2 separate regions of the Mus musculus genome follow, and region 2 is linked to region 1. A link is a contact called in public Hi-C data. All regions are on one chromosome and are shown on one strand. Each heading gives the region's core, a stretch centred on a gene start, on an enhancer-like site or on the middle of the called end of the contact. The rest is flanking DNA. Distances are from core to core; before and after follow the strand shown.

What was found. A called contact is a pair of places that touch in the nucleus more often than the background predicts.
Region 2: a Hi-C map of liver shows a contact between it and region 1, with 1.7 times the contacts expected there. The contact joins the promoter of Dhrs7 here to the enhancer-like site in region 1. A contact is called at or near these places in 14 of 484 Hi-C or Micro-C datasets (the G1E-ER4 cell line, the HPC-7 cell line, cortical neurons and 5 more), 2 of 115 datasets of contacts at active chromatin or transcription factors (both in embryonic stem cells) and 3 of 9 other capture datasets (adipose tissue, liver and pancreatic islet).

Annotation. Positions count from the first base shown.
Region 1 is chr12:72,618,728-72,622,317 of GRCm38.p6, forward strand. It overlaps the pseudogene Gm4756 and the pseudogene Ly6e-ps1. Among named protein-coding and RNA genes, the nearest start is that of Dhrs7, 44 kb to the right of the region's middle. Within about 2 kb of position 2,299, at least 4 of the 459 cell types and tissues checked have an H3K27ac peak or open chromatin away from gene starts, as enhancers often do. A contact at or near this core is called in liver, where this site is marked.
Region 2 is chr12:72,662,644-72,666,082 of GRCm38.p6, forward strand. It overlaps Dhrs7 (dehydrogenase/reductase (SDR family) member 7), which reads right to left and starts at 2,185. Exons shown (of 7, transcript NM_025522.5): 1 at 1,986-2,185. The coding sequence starts at 2,118.

The DNA of each region.
Region 1 (3,590 bases), core at 1,049-3,548:
ACAATGTACACAGATATATAATGCTTTTTTAATATTTTCTTACTATGTCAGATGGTATCATATAAGGGCTTTTGAATATATTTCTTAATGATCATTTTTAATATTTTATGCTCTTTTACTATGCTTAATTCCCAAAGAATATTTTGTATGTTTTGAAACAATTTAATATTCAACATTAGATATAGGATCCTCAATTATGGATAGTATTAAATATTCATTAATGATATTTTTAGGGTATGCAAGGATATGAATATAAAAGTTAAACAAAATTTTATGTATTATTTGATTCTCAAAATACTCAATATTATTACTATGTTTGATATATAAAATGCACTTAAATAATACAAATTTTTTTTAAAAGAATAAGAGCAGAGAAGAAAGGGTAGACTCACAATTTGTCTTGAAAATGTAGCAATGGGCTAAGGCATAAGACAACATTATACTTGCTAGATCAAAAATAATCTTTCTCCCCAGGATTCATCTCATGCAGGTACACAATAAAAAAAATCTGTTGAATAAATAGTAACCATGCACATCTCTAATATTTTTGGTTATTGACTGGTGTTGTAGCCTCAAAGTTGTTCTCTTTCTGTGGCCCATTGTCCCTTAGTTCCATCAACCTCACCCACTGATGGACAAATCCCCCATGCACATTGCAGTCAATGCTAACAGAATTGAGTTGAAACAGCCTTACCCGAAGAGCATGTTTGCTGGCAATATACCCACAGCAAAGAGGGCTGGGTACAATTCCCGCAAGGCTGTTCATGATCACAATCTTTCCTTGCTTTCTCTCCATCATATGAGGTAGAACACTCTTGGTCAATGACACTGTCCCTAAGTAGTTCACCTCCATTAGCACCTTGAAGACATCCAGGTTGGCATCCACAGCAAAGCAATAATTGGTTTCTCCACCATTGTTGACCAGAATGTCAATCTAATTAAATAAAGTCAGAAAGAAGATTCTTTAGAGATGGTCTGTCCTGGCTAGTTTTGTGTCAACTTGACACAGCTGGAGTTATCACAGAGAAAGGAGCTTCAGTTGAGGAAATGCCTCCATGAGATACAACTATAAGGCATTTTCTCAATTAGTGAGTGATCAAGGGGGAAAGGCCCCTTGTGGGTGGGATCATCTTTGGGCTGGTAGTCTTGGTTCTATAAGAGAGCAGGCTGAGCAAGCCAGGGGAAGCAAGCCAGTAAAGAACATCCCTCCATGGCCTCTGCATCAGCTCCTGCTTCCTGACCTGTTTGAGTTCCAGTCCTGACTTCCTTGGTGATAAACAGCTGTGTGGAATTGTAAGCCGAATAAACCCTTTCCTCCCCAACTTGCTTCTTGGCCATAATGTTTTATGCAGGAATAGAAACCCTAAGACATGGTCTATGAATGGAATTCCTAGTGATGAGTGGTTATGTTGTTAATTCAACGAATCAATACAGCAATGTTACATTTCTAAAGTCAACTGTAAGAAGATACAATCAATTCAGGTATAGGGATGCATGCCTTTAATCCCAGCACTTGGGAGGTAGAGGCAAGCAAGATCTCTCTGAGTTCTAGGCCAATTCGGTCTATACAATATGTACCAGAACAATTAGAGCTACTTAGTAAGACCCTAGCTTGAAACAAAACAAAACACAAACAAAATAAGAAGAAAAATCAATAGAATTCACCTATTCAGTTTGAGTAATAATTCACAAAAATACACCAAAACTCATAAATATCATAGTTGTGAGTTTTTGGCCCTTTTGTCTACAATAGGAATTATGAGTTGAAAAGATTAAAAAAAAAAAAGCAAAAAAAAAAAAAAAAAACACAAACAAACAAACAAAAAAACTAATGACCTAAAGTCCAAGACCCAGAGATCAAGAAATAGAAGTGATAGACCTGATCCACTATTGCATCCCATGTGAATGTCTTTGAATGAGTCGCCACAGATAAGAATCTCTTTGGCGGCATTCAGCCTTTAAAGATCTCCAGGACCTAAGGTTTTGGTATTATCTTCGAGGCCGCTTCCCCTGGAGTAGGCTTTTTTGGCTTGTGAGCCTTCAGCAGATGTCTACCACTTCCAGCATGAGAGTCTTCCTGCCTGTGGTGCGGGGAGCCCTTCTGGGCATGGAGCAAGTTCATTCCCTGATGTGCTTCTCCTGCTCTGATCAGTTTTATGCCAGAACACAGACAATTACTGTACCACGTTATCTGCTGCTGCCGGCTTTGGGAATATCAACCTTGGCTATACCCTGAACAAGGGCTGCTCTCCGACCTGCCCCGTGAGAACATCAATATCAATCTCAGTGTGGCACCCGTGAACAGCTACTGCTGCCAAAGCCCCTTCTGCAATTTCGGACTTCGTGCCAGTATCTCACTACTGGACCTTGGACTCCTGCTTAGCTTGCTGGCTCTGCTGTAGCTGAGCCCCTGACCATCCCCCATGTGTTCTCCATATCCCCTCCCCCCAGCTCAGGAAAAGCCCAGCTCCCCTTAGGTCCCAGAGGACCCTAGGAACCTTCAGCTCCTCCTGGGTGTGTCTAGTTCCCCTCCACACTCTCTCAACGTCGGGGCTAAGTAGCAAATTCACCCATACCTGCTCTGTTGAAATGGTACTGGCTACCCTTGCTTCCAGAGCCAGTCCTATAATCTCCCTTGGGGAACCAGCGAAGGGATGAAGATCTCCTTGGAGTCTCAAGAGTACCAGAGTCAGCCCTGAATCTTGTAGACACACTGACAAGGATGTCTAGCCCAAATGGATGTACATTTGTGTGCTCAGTGTATCTGTGTGTGAATGAAGCCACTTGGATTCTGGGGTGGGCAAAGAAGACCTTACAGAGTCTAGAGCAGAAGGCCTGTGTTGCCACCAAAACTCCTTCCCCTGGTATCACTATACCCACCTTGTACTCTGTTCAGGAGGCTGCCCATGGAGGGCAGATGAAGGCTCCCACCACCCGATGCAGTTGAGTCCCATCCTGCCCTCTCTGCCCACATTGGCTTCCTGCTGCTATTCTAGTGCCCACAATAAGCTGTTCCCACCAAAAAAAAAAAAAAAAAAAAAAAAAAAACTCTTTGGCAATTTTAACCAAAGTGGGAAAAGTGATGTAAGGCATATTCTATCAACAAAAATTGCTACTTACTCTCCCAAACTCCTGGAGAACAGCTTTGGTAGCAATATCATGGGAACTTGTGTCAGCCAGGTCAAGAGGCAAAACCAGTATGTCGTTTTCTCTCATGTTGCCATTCTCTGAATTAAGACACATCAGCACATTAGTGATAAAGTCACGCTACAAGCCAATCAAGCTCTTTCCTGCTCTTACTAAGTCGATCCCTGCATCTTTCCAAAGGCATGGAGAGACGTAGTGGGACTCATGAAAGAACTCTGGCAAAACCAAGATTATTCTACCGCAAACAAAACAGAACAAACCACAAAAACAAAAAAATGCACAATAGAAACCCACAGCTCATTTATTAGTATAGCTACATTTGTCTTGAAATATGCTCATGAGGCTGGCGAGATGGCTCAGACGGTAAGAGCACTGACTGCTCTTCCGAAGGTCCTGAGTTCAAATCCCAGAAACCACATGGTGGCTAACAACCACCTGTAATG
Region 2 (3,439 bases), core at 935-3,434, 44 kb after region 1:
CTCTCCCAAGGCCTTGCACCACTCTCTGCCTCATCCCTCACACGATGTGGAAGCTGCTTCTCTCCAGCGCGAGACAGAGGCCACACCCTCCCTACGTCCTGTCTTCTCTATACCCATGGAAGGAGTTACAGAGACAAAGTTCAGAGCTGAGACGGAAGGAAGGACCATCCAGAGATTGCCCCACACGGGAATCCATCCCATATACAACCACCAAACCCAGACACTACAGCATATGCCAGAAAGATTTTGCTGACAGGACCCTGATATAGCTCTCTCTTGTGAGGCTATGCCAGTGCCTGGCAAATACATAAGTGGATGCTCACAGTCAGCTATTGGATGGAACACAGGGCCCCTAATGAAGGAGCTAGAGAAAGTACTCAAGGAGCTGAAGGGGTCTGCAACCCTATAGGTAGAACAACAATATAAACTAATCAGTACCCCCCCCCCAGAGCTGTGTCTCTAGCTACATAGGTAGCAGAGGATGGCCTAGTTGGCCAGCAATAGGAGGAGAGGCCCTTGGTCTTGCGAAGATCATATGCCCCAGTGCAGGGGAATGCCAGGGCCAGGAAGCAGGAGAGTGGGTGAGTTGGGTGGGGAGCAGGGCGGAGGGAGGGTATAGGGGACTTTGGGGATAGCATTTGAAATGTAAATGAAGAATATATGTAATAAAAAAATTACACCGCAAAAAAAAGACTAAACACACCTACATTTCAGACATAATTAATGTGTTAATAACTTTTATACAGTCACATAATTTATAAACTGAGTTTAACTCAATCTTCCATTTAAATAAATGAGGCCAAACACAAACAACATCCACAGGCTGCTATTGACCGTGAGCTTACAGATACATCCATCTGTCTCAATGGTGCTCAGTGGAGAGTTACAGTTAAAAGATGTATGGGGTATTTAGGATTCTTGCCCTCAACACTGACAGTCTCCGAGTCACAGCCATGCCCTCTCCTGTTTTGCAGCGCTGAATCCACAAGCACACTGTGCAGTTGCATTTGTCAGTACTGCAACTGTTTGAGCCAAGGCAATGCAGCTTCAGAGAAAAGACAGCAAGGATGCCTGCCAACATCTGGGAGGGACATAAAATCCAAGATCCAGCTGTCACCTACTCCTGCCCTGCTGACTTTGAATGCAGTACCTTCTGAGCCACCAGCTACTTCAAAGCATTTTTGTTCGGGTGCTTTGTGTATTTTCCACCACGAACAGTGGAATCCCACTTAGTCCTTTAAGGATCAGAAAAGCCTACCTAGGGAGGCTTTGAGTTTCTCTGTCAATGTCTTTAACTGAAAAACAATACGAAGAGTGCCCATGTCATCAGAATTGTTAACGCCAAAGGTCAGAGGCTGTCTGTGGCCTGCTGAACACACTGCCAACGTGACATAACACCCAGCAGCATCTGTGAACTGATATATCGGAGCATGTGAATCATGTATTAAGTGAACATTAAACACCACGCAAGCTGCAGATCGAAGTGGAGCGGGCGAAACGTGCCTTACTGTACACAGAATGATCTCCCTCCTGGCAAAAAGCCAGCTCAGCGCTTTCTATTGCGAAAATTTTAACCAAGTGAGCAGGTGAGTAAGTGATTCAGGCCAAATTTTCTTTGGGTGCTTCCGGGAAAGTAAAAAGTGCAGGATCAAAGAATGTTCCGGCCTCTTAGAAAGCAAGGGACACACTCTGCTCTCCATGGTGCCTTCCCTGAGAGTGTCCGGGGATCCTACGGAAGAAGTCTGTGTCTTGCAGGCATCAGAGAATTGCAGCGCTCTCTTGGGGTTTGACGTTTTCTATCCTAGTCTGGGTAACAAATCAGGGCCATTTTCGAATTAAGACAAGCGACAGAGTGGGTACTGCCTGTTTAGCCCCTGCCTCTTCCTCCCGGACCCTCAGCCCTTGGTCAAGGCTCAGCTTGGCAACAGCTGGGAGGGACCTCGGCCCTGATCTTCCTTAGAGCCCAGGCTGTAGAGGATGCTCACCTGGGCGTCGCCCTTGCCATTCAGCCCACAACAAGGTCAGGTCCGCATCCGCCCGCAAAAAGCGCAAGAGCTGCACAAGGGGCAGGATCAGCGCGCACAGCGCCAGCAGCCACAACAGCAGCTCCCAGCTCATCGCTGTCCCTTGCCTACCCGACTCTGCCGCAAGCGGAAGACAGTCGGCGCCCGCCCTCTACGCGGCGGGTCACAACCCGGGGCTCCGCCTAGCGAGTCCCCGAAGGTGGGGCTCCATCTGTGTCCCGGGCTGCACCACGGCGTCTCTGCGCGTCCCTACTGCGTGCAAGACTGCCGGGGTGTTGCAATAGAAGGCATGGAATCTTGGGAAACTGCTGTTGGGAGAGCAGTCAACAAGATTTGTGAGGGCATGAAGGAGTCTTTAACAGCTGTTTTTAGGACGACTTTTCAGGGCTTTGGTGGTGCCTTGGCGAGAAACAAAACAAAACTTTGATCACTGCCCGCTCCGACCCCGAGGCCCCATCCCCCGCTCCACGCTGGGAATTGTGCCCAGGTCCTTCTTCGCGCTGGGCAAGCTCCCAAAAGCTGAGCCAAACCCTCACTCACTCTTCCTAATCTGTTTTCCTTTCACTTTAAGCTTGTGGACTGAGATAAGCATACCGAAGTAACTCAGCACTTGAACTGGGTTGCCCTCGTGGACTGGCCGCTTATATTTAGAAAAACATTACAAATGATACTCATATTTGGCCAAAAGTTGGCTATCATGGCCCAGAGTAATCAGAACATAAAACTAACTGGGCTAGAAGGCAACTGTTGCTAAGTTCCAGGAGCTAAAAACACTCAGGTTGGTGTCCTCCTGCCACCGTTTGTAAATGATGCCATTATCATTTGACAGCATTTGAATATGGAAAGGCCTCTGTGCACACTAATTGCTCTGTTCTTTCTTCTGTGTTTGTTAGTATTGTTTTTATAAATTGTCACTTTTTTTTTTCCGAGACAGGGTTTCTCTGTTTCTACTTTGTAGACCAGGCTGGCCTCAAACTCAGAAATCCGCCTGCCTCTGCCTCCCAAGTGCTGGGATTAAAGGTGTGCGCCACCACGCCCAGCTGAATTGTCACTTTTTTCATTGCAGTGAGAAAAGGTTTACAAAGGTCTATATTTTGCATCTTTAGAGTGATCTATGCAGGAAATATTTGAACTAGTGTTAATCAGAAATTGCTGTGGTATAGTTCAAGGTGCATGTCAGTTAGCTAAACTTTTGGACTGCCATTTGGAATAATATTGGTCAAGAATTGCTCTAATTGACGTATCACCTGGGCCATGTGAATTTTATTTTTATTTTGTAGCACATTACTTTTGTAATAAGATGTCTTAAAATACCACACAGAGTCTCATGATGAATCTTATCCCAAATGTTTCCCCTTCTGTAAAAGGACAGGACTGCAGTGGATCTAGTGTTCCGATGGGTCACAACCCCAAGC